Linked DNA regions of Triticum aestivum: region 2 is linked to region 1. The links are chromatin contacts, called in public Hi-C maps. All regions are on one chromosome and are shown on one strand. Each heading gives the region's core, a stretch centred on a gene start, on an enhancer-like site or on the middle of the called end of the contact. The rest is flanking DNA. Distances are from core to core; before and after follow the strand shown. Region 1 holds the start of LOC123162745 (putative U-box domain-containing protein 42). Region 2 holds the start of LOC123156666 (kanadaptin).

Region 1 (7,391 bases), core at 2,998-5,497:
ACGCCAACCCAACAAGTACCTTCGGAGACACCTGTAGAGCACCTTTATAATCACCCAGTTACGTTGTGATGTTTGGTAGCACACAAAGTGTTCCTCCGGTAAACGGGAGTTGCATAATCTCATAGTCATAGGAACATGTATAAGTCATGAAGAAAGCAATAGCAACATACTAAACGATCAAGTGCTAAGCTAACGGAATGGGTCAAGTCAATCACATCATTCTCCTAATGATGTGATCCCGTTAATCAAATGACAACTCATGTCCATGGTTAGGAAACTTAACCATCTTTGATTTACGAGCTAGTCAAGTAGAGGCATACTAGTGACACTATGTTTGTCTATGTATTCACACATGTATTATGTTTCCGATTAATACAATTCTAGCATGAATAATAAACATTTATCATGAAATAAGGAAATAAATAATAACTTTATTATTGCCTCTAGGGCATATTTCCTTCACCCACGGCTCGGTCCCTCGGGCGTGGTGGCCGGCGATGGAGGGATCACCCCTGCTCTGCCGTTGGGTGCTAGGTTGGGGCAGAGCTGTGGTGCGCATCAGGAGATGCCACAATGTCGTGACTGCCACAAGTCTGTAGGTGGCGAGGGATAGCGGTGGCGACATCCTTCTCCTGGATGTGTGTCAGTGGTAGGCCGAGATCTAGGGTTCATGCTCGGGTCGGCCAGGTTGTTGCTTGTCCTTTGGGTAGGAGAGGTTGGGCTGGGCTTGGGAGGTGCTAGGGGGTGGTGCTTGTGCTCTCCTCGCGGGTACGATGCTCGATGGTGGTGGTCGTGTTAGCGTTGTGTTGATGCGCGGATTGGTGCCCGTGACCATGAACTTTGCATCGTGTGAGCTTGATTGGGCATGGGCTCGCGGTTGGCTCGCCGACGGCAGTCTCGGAGTCGTGTCCTCCTCCCCTCCCCCCCCCCCCCAATGCACTGGGCACTGGCTGGGGACGCATGTGTGGGTGCGTCCTATGGTGGAGGCGCCTACCCCGACCCAGGGACTGATGTCGGGCTAGGAGTAGATAGACTGTCGTCGCTCTTCCTACTGTGTTTGAGTGCATTGTGACGTGAGCGGCACATGGTATCTCACGACTGGATGGCAGTCCGCATGGTTGCTCTTCGACGGGCATCATTTCAGTGGTGGTGGCTCCTCTCCCCGGTTGTGTGTGTGCAACGGGAGGTGTTGCGACGGGTAGCTCGGACGTGCCCCCTCCCTTGGAGGGGCGGTGTCCTGATCTGGATCTGGCGTTCTGACATTGTCGCGCTCTTTTTGGCGGCCTCGTAGTGGCACGGGTGAGTTGCCAAGCGAAAGCTCTTTGCCTTGGCACCAACGACGACAACACCTGAGGGTGTAGCAATCTTCTTGAAGACGTCGTTGTGGTTCCTCTCTTCGTTTCAGGGTTCCGGATGAAGGCCTGTGTCCGTTGTAGATTCTGCACTGCACCGTTCTCCCTCTTAAGGGCGTTGTCGTGGAGTTTAGATATGTTAGGTCGTTGGGGGGGGGGGGGGGGGTGTTTAGGTCTGTAGGTGTTCGTTGTTGGTAGTGTAATCACGCTTTGTATTGGCTTTGTAACAGGACTACCTCATAAGTTTGTATCGTGTGGCCGTGTACTTTTTCGGTTGTTGTTTTATGTATAAAGCTGGGTGAAATGGTAGCCACCTGTCTTTGCCGGCAGGCTCGCTTTACCCGAGAGACCCAAACCCGTGTGAAGCTCTCCCACAGGTGGTCAGGTGAATAGTTTCACGGTAAGGTACGTGTTGTCATGGGCGCTGCGGCCGAAGACAAGAAAAGCAACTCTCGTTCGCCGCGTGCGCCCTCGCTCGCTTTGCTCCAGAGCACAGTTGCGTTGCACAGTGGATCACGATGTACCCAGCCCTACCGTACGTGCTCACGCGCGACCCTTCCCTTCCCCACCACGCTACACTACACTAACATCATCATACAGTACTCCCTCCGTAAACTAATATAAGAGCGTTTAGAATACTAAAGTAGTGATCTAAACACTCTTATATTAGTTTACAGAGGGAGTACATTGTAGTGTAGCGTGATCGAGCGCAAAACTTTGGTGTGGAAGCCAAGCCAAGATACGCGTCACCACCGACGTCCCGGGCGGTCCGTCCGGTGGCATGTCCGAGCCCGGAAAAAAGGGCCACGCCCACGCTCACGCCGACGCGCGCGCGGTGGTTGGCGATCTCATCGAGCCCGGCCACAGGCTGCCCGTGCCCATAGGGCACGCACCTAAACCAACTGTCACGACACGGAAAGCTTCTTGTCCCGTCCGCCGCTGCCGCGGCCGCTCTTCCTCCCGCTGTAGCTGATCGCAGTGAATGCATCACCGCCATTCCGCCGAGACTGAAATGCTACTGTGATCATTTATATTTATACTGGTACTACGGCTGTGATCATCTGAAACGGGTCAAGATCGACATTCTTCGGTCCTCAGCCCTCACCTGGCAGGCGAACGCCGTCCTTGCCGCGATTTCGTCCGTCCACACCTGCAGCACAGTGTCCGTCTCGTTCATACGCGTCGGACAAGAAATTAAGAAAATACTACTGTACTGGACAGTGGACGATATCTACGCACGCAAGCGGATTGCGATCGGCCCGCCCGGGGTGGCGCCCATGTCGACGCGACCCACACGCTGGCGGACGGTTTTGCCCCTGCCCGATCGGGCTGCAAGTGTCCCAGTCGTCCGTAGCTAGCTATCGCCGTCGACTGGATCATCATCATAGAATAGCACACTAGTAGCCATCACGCCGCGGTTCCATTTAGAATGGTTCCACGCGCTTGATCGTTCTTGTAACCCACTGGTAAAGACAAGTTGAGGTTTTTGTGCCCACTGGTAACCTGACCTTGCTTGTAGCTTGCTAATCCATTCTTGCCGGGTAAATTCTGTGCTCTTGTCTTGCACCAGCCGTCATACCGCTATTTTATTCATGCTCTTGTGTCTAGGATAGGCGCATCTCGACGATGTAGAATTAGTCGATGGAGACGGTAGTTAATTAACTCAGGAATCTGCGATGAAATCGAACATTTCAAGAGCTAGGTTACATAGGTTGAAAAGCTCAACGAACATTATTATTCAATTTAGCCCAGTTCCGTCGGTCCTTATCTGTACGCAATGTACTAGCTAGGTTAGTTGTTAGTACCATTAACTGTGTTATTTTTCTGAAAGATGTTGTAATTTGTTACTGACTGTACCACTCGATCGTACGCACCTCCACCCCTGAGCAGTACCGCTGGTACTACTCTGGTAGCCATGATTAGTTATTTTGCTGCGGGGCATAACCATGCATGATTAGATTAGTGACTGTAGTGAATCGATGACGCATCCCATGATTCCAGCACGATCTAGGAGCAACTAAATAAATCTCAGCAACTTCTTAACCCTAATAACTTACTTCTTCCACTCGCAACACAATGTACACTACTGTACCCCTTTTTTTTTTTTTGCGAGGAATGTACTACTGTACTGTACTTGCTAGCGCCCTCCAACGCCTAACCGTAACAATATCTAGATCGACGATCGGAACTCGAATGCTTTTCTCCTTTCACAGAAGATGGTTCTTTCTTAGATTAGAGCGCTCACTTAATGAGCTTCGCCGCCACCATTCAACCGATTCGGGGATCATCAATGCGGCAGCCATGCCATGCCTTCATGATGAGGCAAATGGAGCGGAGAGGAGAGCAGAAAGAAGGAAGCGTATGATCCAAGAACTCATGAATCAGGGCGGTCCACAGCTCAAAAATGCTGCCATAATGCTGTCTCTCGCCTGCACTTTCCTTCACCACCATCATTTGAAATAGGGGTAATTCTGTGAACTTACGTGGAAAAGAAAAACATGCAAAGTTTCCGAGAACTTGCCCCGTTCATCACCAAAATTGACCGCCGTGCTGGGGTTATCGATCGATTTGCAGGCCATCTTGCCTTGCCTGACCGAAACCTCAGTGCAATTAACATTGCCAGGCCTGAAGTCGCCGTGGACAAAGAACGAACGCAGCGCAGTCGACATGCCATGCCAGGCCTGCGTGGACAGAAAACGAAGGTGGCATATGTGGTGGTGTCCGTTGCAAGCATGCGGTCGCCGGGCACCACCTCCACCGCCAGCAAAGTCAAACGCCTTTGTACGCTTCCCACGGCGCACTATCTACAAATATGAACAATAAACAAGCGCGGCAGGGGCACTACCGGAAAACCCGTTAAAAAACTGGGCCGCTTTACCGATCTCCAATCCAGGGAGCCAGCCAGGCCAGGGAGGTTGCTTTAGACGACCTCACTTGACTGGGTCCCCGTGCGGCGCCATCTCCCATCATTTCATTCCGACCTCCCTCCAATTTATTTTTGTTCCTCTCGATTCTTCTGCCGCGCTCAGCCGGGCGGTGCGGCGCTGTTCGTTCGTTCGTTCGTTCGAGGGCTGGACGGCGCGGGGGCGGTGGCGGTGGGCAGGAAGCGGAGGAGGAGAGAGATAGAATGCTCTCGCGGCACCGGTAGCCACCTTCTCCCCGGGTCAGCACGGCGGGTGGCGGGCAGGAGGGCGGCCGAGGAAGCGGCGGCCCCGGTTCTTCGGGTCAGGGGGCTTGGATGCAGGTATGTGTGTTGCTGAGTCGCCTTCTCTTCTTCTGGCGACGAGCCGTTTGATTCAGTTCAGGGTGGTGTCAACTGTCAGGCACTAGCGTAGGTTTTCAAGAAAAAATCACAGTTCCTTCCTGTGTTGTTCTTGTTTGTGTTCGTCTTGTGTGGGGATTACTAAGCCTTGTGGGAGGGAAAGGAATCATAGGGTTTTAGGCGGTCTTGTGTGGATTTGGCATCGGGAGTGGGGAAATGAAGCCGAGGCCGTTCCATGTGCTCAAATGTTATTTTCAACTGTTATTTTCTTCTTCTTCCCCTTCAGCGTATTTTCTATCTTCTTTCAAGGAGTGCCCGAAAACCAGCGTGTTCCCCGTTTCCAAGCACTTCATAGTACAAGTCTTTAATTTGGCTGTTTATTTTCAGTAAAGCGAATTCCAATTCTTATTCGTTCATAGTACTTACGGGAGATGCCACTTTCTTGAAACCATTTTGTCAACAATCGGGGATTGGGGGAAAGTGGCAGCCCCGTATCGTATCCTCCGATTGTTGTAGAATCAATTCCCCCGTCAACTTCAGATTGTTTTAATCTAATATAAAATCTGTCGGTTAATTATTTATAGTTTGCTGGTGTGAACTCTCAACCGTCATTTTCCATGAGAACAGCCCCTCTGTCTTTGGAGTTGGATGCATTTGCTTGGGTGCCTGACGTGTACTTGTTTTTCAGAGAAGTGAGGGACAAGCCCGGAAGGCGGCACTCGCCGAGTCCATAGCGGCAATCTCCGAGGTCATGTCGACAATGGCCTCCGCCGATGTCGGCCAAGAGAAGTTCATGGATGCAGGCAGCCGTCTTCAGCGCGTGCCCCCGGCGACATTGGAGGTGCAGAGGGTGCAGAATTCCCCGACCAACGTGATGCACATAGCCGAATATCTAGCTGCCAATGTCGACCTCGCCAAGGACCTCGTCGCTAGGTGCAGCGCCGTCGCGCAGCAGCTCATGGATGAAGACCTCCAGAGCATAACCGAGGACCTTGAAAATGTGATAAAGAACATCGGTCATGAGCTCGGCCGGATACCCGCTTCAGCATTTGGTAGCAACAGGTGTGCGGATGCAGCAGCCGGCATGCACCTTCAGGTCACTGCAAACGGGCAGCATCCTAATGATCAGCGTTCCTGTGATGGCTATTCTGAGGGCGACATGACGATAGTTGTGGCAAATGATAGGCCCAAGAGAAGAGCACTGCACGACGGCGACATGCCAAGGTTGGTAGACTTCCTGCAGGGAATGTACCATGAGTCTCACGAGTTCGGTGGGCAGTCGTTCAGTTCACTCCCTGAAGTCGCAGAGTATGTTGAGCCGCTGTATGATTCTTTCTTCTGCCCACTCACAAATAAGGTCATGGTCGATCCCGTGACTACCGAAAGCGGAGTAACATATGACAGGAGAACCATTGAGGAGTACTTTGACAGTTTAACGGATGATTCTGAACCTGTGATCTGCCCGGTTACGAAAATAGCGATGCAGAGCAAGACTCTGAGGACTAATGTTCCACTCAAGAGCACAATCGCGGAATGGATTATGAGGAATGAAGCAACACGGATCAGAATCGCACGTACTGCTCTCTCACTGGCAAGGACGGAGGCTATGATACTTGAAGCCATACATGAGCTGAAGCTGCTTGCCAGGACGAGGAGAAAGAACAGGGAGCAGATGCACAAGATTGGCATAACCAAGTTCCTTGCACGTCTGTTAGAGCACAAGGATGCACTGATACGCTGTGACTCACTGGAGCTCCTCTGCCTGCTGGTCGAAGATGAGCCAGGAAAGGTAAGGAAGTCTGAAATGTTCAGCTTTTGTGAAATCCCAGCTTGGCCATGTCAAAATTATTTTTCGAAATCACCATGTGAAACTTAATGAAATGCTGAAATTAAATTATTGGTAGAGTCCAGTTTCAATTTGTGTTGGTCCTGCATCTTAGATTAACAACTCAAATGTTGCCTCTTGACGTGCAGGAAATCATAGCAAAAACCAGGGCTGTCTCAAGGACAATAAAGCTGCTTTCTAGTAGTAGTTCGGATGAAAGACATGCAGCTATCTGTTTCTTGCTAGAGCTTTCAAAATCAGAGTTACTGTTAGAAAACATCGGGTCAACTGCTGGAAGCATATTAATTCTGATCACGATGAAATTCAACAACTCCGATGATCCGATTACTTCAGAGAAGGCCGGAGAGGTCCTCCAGAACCTGGAGAAATGCCCAAAGAATATCAAGTACATGGCTGAAAGTGGCTACTTGGACCCTCTCCAAAGGCATCTCGTTGAAGGTAATATATTTTTCCTGTGCAGAAACATACCTGACTTCCTCCATTTTTTAAAATTTCCACATAAAACAAAGAAAATAGTTTTTTTTCCTTGTAAAAAAAATCCAAATTCAGAACTGTGGATGAGTAACTGAAAACATTTGCCTTGCAGTAATAAGAACAGCTCCCATTTTGTCCTAACAATTTCTAAAATAGAATTACTACAGTGGGAGTTACTACTCATGTTTCAACAATTTAACAATGCGGCAGTACAAATTTGTTTTGCAACAAGTGAGCTAATCGTAAGTTCAAATTAGAACTCGTGCACTGGTGACTGATTTGAGGGGTTTCCTAAAAAAAACTATACTATTAAAAAAACTCATACTATTCATTGTACTTGCACCGCTCGTGCCAAACATCACTAACTAACGTGAATATGCATGAAACAGGGTCGGAAGATGTGCAGATGGAAATGGTGGGTTACCTCGGCGAACTAGTCCAGAAGCAGGAGATGACC
Region 2 (7,391 bases), core at 2,863-5,362, 380 kb before region 1:
TATTTTGCCGAATCTTAGCATCACGGAGTTTCTGCATATCCTTTTCCTGTTAGATGAGACAAACAAGTAAATACAAGACTCACACAACTGAATATGAGGAGGCTGACTCTGTTCAATGATGTATATCCCATTTGTGTTTTCCACTTCTACAAAAGCACAAATCTCTATTCTACTCCTAGAAAAGACCCAGTTGGTGATGATGGTGTGTGTCTGCCATCCATCATTTCTGTCATTTGATCTGCATCTAACAGATGTGAAGTAGGCTGTAGTACACTCTGCTCCACATTTGCAGAAAACTCCTTAGTCTCTCCCCAGCCTTTCTGTCATTTGATCTGCATCTAACAGATGTGAAGTCGGGTAGGCTAGAGATAAGAGGAATAAAATTGGGTGAAACCCAACATATTTTTAGTGATATACACCAAAAACAGGGTGATTTTTTTTTCAAGTTTGTGAACATGTATTAGTCTATTTTGAATTCGTTCCAACGCACAGGCACTTTGCTAGTTGGGAACAATAAACTGTATGTTGCATCCTCACTATAACTTTGATTAAGACGTGAATGCGGCGGCAAGCTAGTAAATACTTCAGAAATCAAATATGGCATAGTGGCAGATGAGCCAACTGAAGGAGTTTCAGAATCTTACTGGAGGCATTAGCTCAGATGGTCCTTGAAAAATGTACAAACGTGATGATCTGGTATAATACAAAGAGTGAGAAAAGTTCAGTCCAAATTTACTGAGTGATAAGAGCGCAAATGAATACAACAGTAGTGCCATTTTATTCATTTCTTCAATTGCTTGTTTGATATTTCGTTTTCAGTTTCAGGGCATTTGTTAAACTAACAAAAATGCAGTAATATTCCTACTAGATTATTTTTTTAGAATATGCATGAGGCTGACATATCTTTTCATTCAACTTTCCATCAGATGTACTTCCTCTGTAAACTAATATAAGAGCGTTTAGATAACTAAAGTAGTGATCTAAATGCTCTTATATTAGTTTACGGAGGGAGTAGTTAATTAAGTCAATAATAAGTAACAATATAATTTACTACGAAAAAAATAAAAGTTAAGCTTTCTTTGAAGCCATGAACTCATTGCCACTGTTTTACAACAGTTCGCCAATGTTACTGTTTCACAACAGTTGTCAATGCCACACATGATTATTAATTTATAAAGGAAAAGGCTAGTCCATAATAAGCAGGTTATGAAATGAACAGATTTGAGGTTAGAAACCTAAAAATTCTGTCAGATGAAAGAACACAATTTGCAAAAAAATAAGCACCAGAAAGCAATTTGTTGTAATCTCTGCTAGAAATGATGCATAACACCGTCTGGCTGACAAACTTACTGCCCAAATCGAATTACATCTCCAACATGAATCGGTGTGTACATCTTCTTCTTGACCTGTTAATTAAATATATGACATCAGAACAATATTCTTGCCTTCATCAGAACGGTAGTTATGCTATCGTGAACCAACAAGCACGGCAACATTGGCAAGCTAATACAAGGTCCCTTTTCTGGGGAAAAAGGATGTTACAGGAATAGCCCAAAAGCAAATTAGCTCAGAAAGGCAGCAGTGTATTAAGCATGAAAAGAACAATGGATACACAAACAACTCTTTTGCTATTTCTAATATCAGAAAATGGCAGATATCTTTTCCCCAGTTTATAGTGTGACTCAGCAAGCCAAAGGTAGATGGATGTACAAAATTACAACAGAATAAGAATGCCATCAGCACAAATTGCAGTGCTTTTTAAAACAAAATAGCATGAACAATGATGCATTCTGCGTCATATTGACGCTCTTCTCCTTAATACGAAAATGTGTGTTCGAGAAACAATGAGGTGCATACATGAGAAGAGGACACATAGTTGCATGGTATCAACATTTTCAAACAAACATATTAGAAGTCCTGGATGAATTGGAAATATTCAGTTCTGCTCTGAAGTAAGACAAAGGAAAGAGACTATGCCTGAGTTTTGTTGATGGAAGAACCATGTGTGCTTCCAAGATCGTAAAGGAAAACCTGCCCATCATTTCTAAACTGCAGAACTAAAATAACACAAAAGAAGTCATAAGTGTGACGCATAAGACTTACCAAGAAAATATTATATATTATTATTATGTGAATGCTTGGATTCTATAATTACCATCTCTGGTTCACGAACAATAAATAATTATCCCATGTCCACAAAACTTGCACTCAGAGATTATTAAAAATATAATGGAAGATGATAAAACAAAGTGAACAATTACTCATAAGAGAACACTTTATGTAATGATACATATAGTAGATGGCATACTTATGCAAGAAAAAACAACTGCAGAACTTCAATACAGTTAACCACGTGCATATACTTTGTGACCTCTGCCAAAACAACATGGACAATGCACTACACATAGAAGTCCTAGACAAATTAGTGGAAGAATTCCTTCGATTCCAGTCATGGTCAATGTCTTGATTCAACCCTATTTCACCAGCAGGTTATCCATATAATTTTACTAATTAATAAACAGCTTTTCTAAGTCAAATACTACCCTCTGAAGAAAAGGATTATTTACAGCAAAGTTTCACAGTTCCCCGCATATCATCCCCCATATGTTCATGAATATCTTAGCACCATAAATAAAATTTATGCTCACTGACATCCCAAATGTTCAGAATATCAGCGACCAGTTTCCAGCCAGCTATCCGAAGAATCAGTAAAAAGGTGACTAAGTATATTGCTTCAAACAAAATTCCAACTTCTGTTTGAAAACTGCAACCATCCTGACATCTAGTTAATGTAATGAAGCTGACTGAGATGGGGTGGGGGGTTACAGACGACCTTCCTTGATGTGAAAAGTATTAGTAATTGCTTCCGTTTCGAACTGAAAAGGTCTACAAAATACTAGCTCTGCACTTAGTAACTAGATTAAATAGCTAGCTGGAGTTCGAGTTTTGGTTCTAATGTTCTATCTATGGCATAGTTGACAAGAGCATCCGTTTCGAACAATACTTGACAAGAGCATGGCGAAAATGAATGTACCTGCATGAAAACGGGAAATGGTGGGATGCTCCAGCACGAAATCGCACAGATCAATTCGGCCAAACATGTAAGCTCCTTTCTTGGACCTGCGATATGTAATGCCAGTCATTTCACCAACCATATCTAGGAAAATAAGTAGTCCAGCTAATTATGTACTAGCAGACAACGTCATGAACTTCGAATGTGAAGGTCTCAAAATCCACATATAATACAATGCATTGGATTGAAACATGAAATATGTAGCTATGCAAGTACTCATTTCACGCAACTACAAACCATGAGTGATTTTAGAAATAAAACTAAGTCGTTATCAACCGTTTGCACTAGGAACCACGCATTGCCCTTCTCCACTCCTACCGTACATGAGCTAGAAACCCCGGAGGCATCAGAGTAAGCAGCCCCATAGCAAGACGAGAAAAGCAAGACTGCCGGTGCAGAGACAGCAACTCACACGTCAAGGTTCTCGAAGATGAGGCCTTCCTTGAGCACCTCGAGGAAGAAGGGGTGTTCCGGGGCGGCGCTCCAGTCGGGGATGGCGTATGGTGCGCGCGGCCGCGGCTGCTGCCGCTGCTCTGGCGGCGCCTCCTCGGCCATCTCGGTGTCGCCACCGGGGTTCCTTTCCTCCCCCGCCGACGAGTCGCTAGGGCTGGGGTTAGCGCTCCCGTCGGCCGACGATTCAGACTCCGACGCTGCCTCCGCCTCCGGCTGCGGCGAGGGTCTTGGTGGCGGTGGAGGCGGCATAGAGGAGGAGGGGCTCGGTTTAGCACTCCCGTCCGCCTCGGCCATCGAGGCATCAGGCCTCGGCTCGTCCTCCGCCTCCGGCTGCGCCGATGGGGCAGGCGGCGAGGGTTTGGGGGGCGGCGGAGGCGGCATGGAGGAGGAGGAGGGGTTAGGGTTTCGGGGCGGGGGCGGAGGCATAGTAGGGTTCATGGCCGTGTGCGGGAGCGTGAGAAGTGGAGACGAAGGGAGGGGAAGGGGACGACGGCGAGGAGGAGGTGGGGATGAACAGCGGAGCGGAGCGGAGCTGGGTCGGTGATCCGGGCAAACGGACGGGGAAGAAGGGGGGGCAGCAATCCTCGCCGTTGGCGACAGATGGTGCTGCGCAGGTGGAGCTCTCAGCCAAGCGCGATCTTGGCCGTTCGTTTTCCGTTCGGCGCGCAGGATTAGCTAGTGGCAGAGTTACGTGTGACCAATTTGGAACATCCCAACGCCACCGCCGTACCGCTCATTCTCCCCTCACTTTCCCTCTCCTCTATTACTCCTCCTTGAGTTGGCGGATTGTGTGTTGCTCTTCTACCATCGGAGAGGAGGCGGCATTCCCTCTGTAGATAGTAGTAGTGGTGCTTATAGGAGGCGGATGCTTGGACTTGCCATCTGGCACTATGCCAATGGGGTGTTGGAGATCGATGAAGGCGAGTTGCGACTGGATATCCATGGTGATGCTCATGGCCACGGTTCCTTCGGTGGGAGCCAAATGTGGTGGGATTCTCTGTCGCCCTCTAAATAAGCTTGCAAGATCCTCGGATATGGATCTCGATCTTATTCTTCCTTGCTTCCCTCTAAAGCTGCTGTGATGGTGGACGGAAAGAAGCGGGAGGGAGGGGATCAAGCTACCGACGAACCATCCATGTTCTTCCTTGGAGATCAATCTCAGCAGCACCTATGAGGAAGCTACGACCAGACTCGGTCCTCAACAACGTGTTGCCGCATCTCCTAGTCGAAGGTCGGCCATCCGGAGCTCTGGCAATCAATGTCGGCTCCTTTCTTTCCACCAAGTCATTGAGGCAAAAGGGAGGCATCTATGTTGGTGCTTCAACCTACTATTTTAAGTGTCTCGCCGGCGGTGAGCTGCCCAGGTGGTCTCATCCTCTAGCGATGGTGGTATCGGGTCAAGGCTAAAGTTGTGCGACAATGTAACGCCCCAGACACACCCGACGGTTACTGGCTGTTACTCCTGGTGAGATCTAGACTAACCCCACAGATCAACACTAGTCTTTATTGCGCACTTTGTCCTCACTCGTGCACACCTGGAACCAACTTCCTCGTCAGTCACCCATCCTGAAATTGCTCCAAGCTGAGCACAATTTACTTGGGAGCTCTTTTCGAATGGGCTCTCGGAAAAGAAGGAATTCCTTATTGATATGAGTAGTCTATCATCACTATTAAGCTAGGATGCAATTATTTTGGTGTTCCTTGCAATGTGATCTTCAGCTGGACTTGAGGGGAGATTAATCTTGAGAATCTCTTCAGCATCAAAACTATGGACAAGGAGTCGATCAGAGGCCTATTCCAGTCATTAGTTTGGTTTGAGATCAATTGGTTGACCAGCCTAATTATTGATCTGCTCTTTAGGGATGTCACAATTAAGACAAAGAGCCAAGGTATCACATACACCGCCGCTCAAAGGAACCGACGTCCTCATCGGCCCACGGGAACGTTTCCTCTTGGCACACGTTTGTGCGTCCAGTCCGACAAATGTGTCATGCCATGTGCCGCGATGGGCCACAAACGCCATGCATAAACATGACCGTGCACCTAACATGCAAACATCTGTGTAACCGTGAGGGTCGGCTCTGGTACCAACTTGTAACGCCCTAGACACACCCGTCAGTTACTAGCTATTACTCCTGTCGGGATCTAGACTGGCCTCACGGATCAACACTAGTCTTTCATGCGCACTTTTGTCCTCACTCGTGCGCATCTGGGACCAACTTCCTAGTCAATTACCTATCCTGAAATTGCTCCAAGCTAGGCACGCTTAACTTTGGAGTTCTTTCCTAATGGGCTCCCAGAAAAGAAAGAACTTATTATTGATATGAGTAGTCTATCATCCCTATTAAGCCAGATTATCACAAACAAGGACTCGATTGCTTTTTAGTTTGGTCTTCCAGGATCCAGTTTGCAAATTGTCCATATTGGGTGGTAATTTTCACTTTTCTATTGGGTCCATTTGTAAAATGTTGCATGGTTATCCAATATAACTCCAGGTCCTCTGGGCCCTTCCTAAGTTGAGAAACACCATGGGCGCAATAAAATGTACAATACATGAATTCGAGTGAGTCCTTGAAGGACAATTCCAACGAATATCTTTCCTGGACTATCTAGCAAAAAAGGTGTTGATACTAGTATTTAATTCTCATATGCACTAAAAGTTACACATCATGATTATGACTTGATGTCTACTATGCAACCTTCTTCTTATAGACTCGTGTTGGGCCTCCAAGTGCAGAGTTTTGTAGGACAGTAACAAATTTCCCTCAAGTGGATGACCTAAGGTTTATCAATCTGTGGGAGGCGTAGGATGAAGATGGTCTCTCTCAAACAACCCTGCAACCAAATAACAAAGAGTCTCTTGTGTCCCCAACACACCAAATACAATGGTAAATTGTATAGGTGCACTAGTTCGGCGAAGAGATGGTGATACAAGTGCAATATGGATGGTAGATATAGGTTTTTGTAATCTGAGAATATAAAAACAGCAAGGTAGCAAGTAACAAAAGTGAGCGAAAATGGTATTGCAATGTTTGGAAACAAGGCCTAGGGTTCATACTTTCACTAGTGCAAGTTCTCTCAACAATGATAACATAATTAGATCATATAGCAATCCCTCAATGTGCAACAAAGAGTCACATCAAATGTCACTAATAGCGGAGAACAAACGAAGAGATTATTATAGGGTACGAAACCACCTCAAAGTTATTCTTTCTGACCGACCTATTGGGCTATTCCTATAAGTGTCACAAACAGCCCTAGAGTTCGTACTAAAATAACACCTTAATATACACATCAACCAAAACCCTAGTGTCACCTAGATACTCCAATATCACCACAAGTATCCGCGGGTTTGATTAGACGATATGCATCACACAATCTCAGATTCATCTATTCAAACCAACACAAAGAACTTCAAAGAGTGCCCCAAAGTTTCTACCGGAGAGTCAAGATGAAAACGTGTGCCAACCCCTATGCATAAGTTCACAAGGTCACAGAACCTGCAAGTTGATCACCAAAACATACATCAAGTGGATCACGTGAATATTTTCCCATTGTCACCACAGATAAGCACATGCAAGACATACATCAAGTGTTCTCAAATTCTTAAAGACTCAATAAGATAAGATACTTTCAAAGGGAAAACTCAATCCATTACAAGCAGGTAGAGGGGGAGAAACATCATAAGATCCAACTATAATAGCAAAGCTTGCGATACATCAAGATCGTGCCAAATCAAGAACACGAGCGAGAGAGAGATCAAACACATAGCTACTTGTACATATCATCAGCCCCGAGGGTGAACTACTCCCTCCTCGTCATGGAGAGCGACAGGATGATGAAGATGGCCACTGGTGATGGTTTC

What was found. A called contact is a pair of places that touch in the nucleus more often than the background predicts.
Region 2: a Hi-C map of leaf shows a contact between it and region 1, with 7 times the contacts expected there. The contact joins the promoter of LOC123156666 here to the promoter of LOC123162745 in region 1. A contact is called at or near these places in 3 of 5 Hi-C or Micro-C datasets (all in leaf).

What each region holds. Positions count from the first base shown.
Region 1 is chr7B:141,169,633-141,177,023 of IWGSC CS RefSeq v2.1, reverse strand. It overlaps LOC123162745 (putative U-box domain-containing protein 42), which reads left to right and starts at 4,247. Exons shown (of 4, transcript XM_044580509.1): 1 at 4,247-4,596; 2 at 5,303-6,403; 3 at 6,589-6,898; 4 at 7,324-7,391. The coding sequence starts at 4,591.
Region 2 is chr7B:141,552,500-141,559,890 of IWGSC CS RefSeq v2.1, reverse strand. LOC123156666 (kanadaptin) reads right to left here and starts at 4,112. Exons shown (of 12, transcript XM_044574821.1): 1 at 3,486-4,112; 2 at 3,035-3,120; 3 at 1,978-2,057; 4 at 1,351-1,406; 5 at 645-693; 6 at 1-46. The coding sequence starts at 3,964.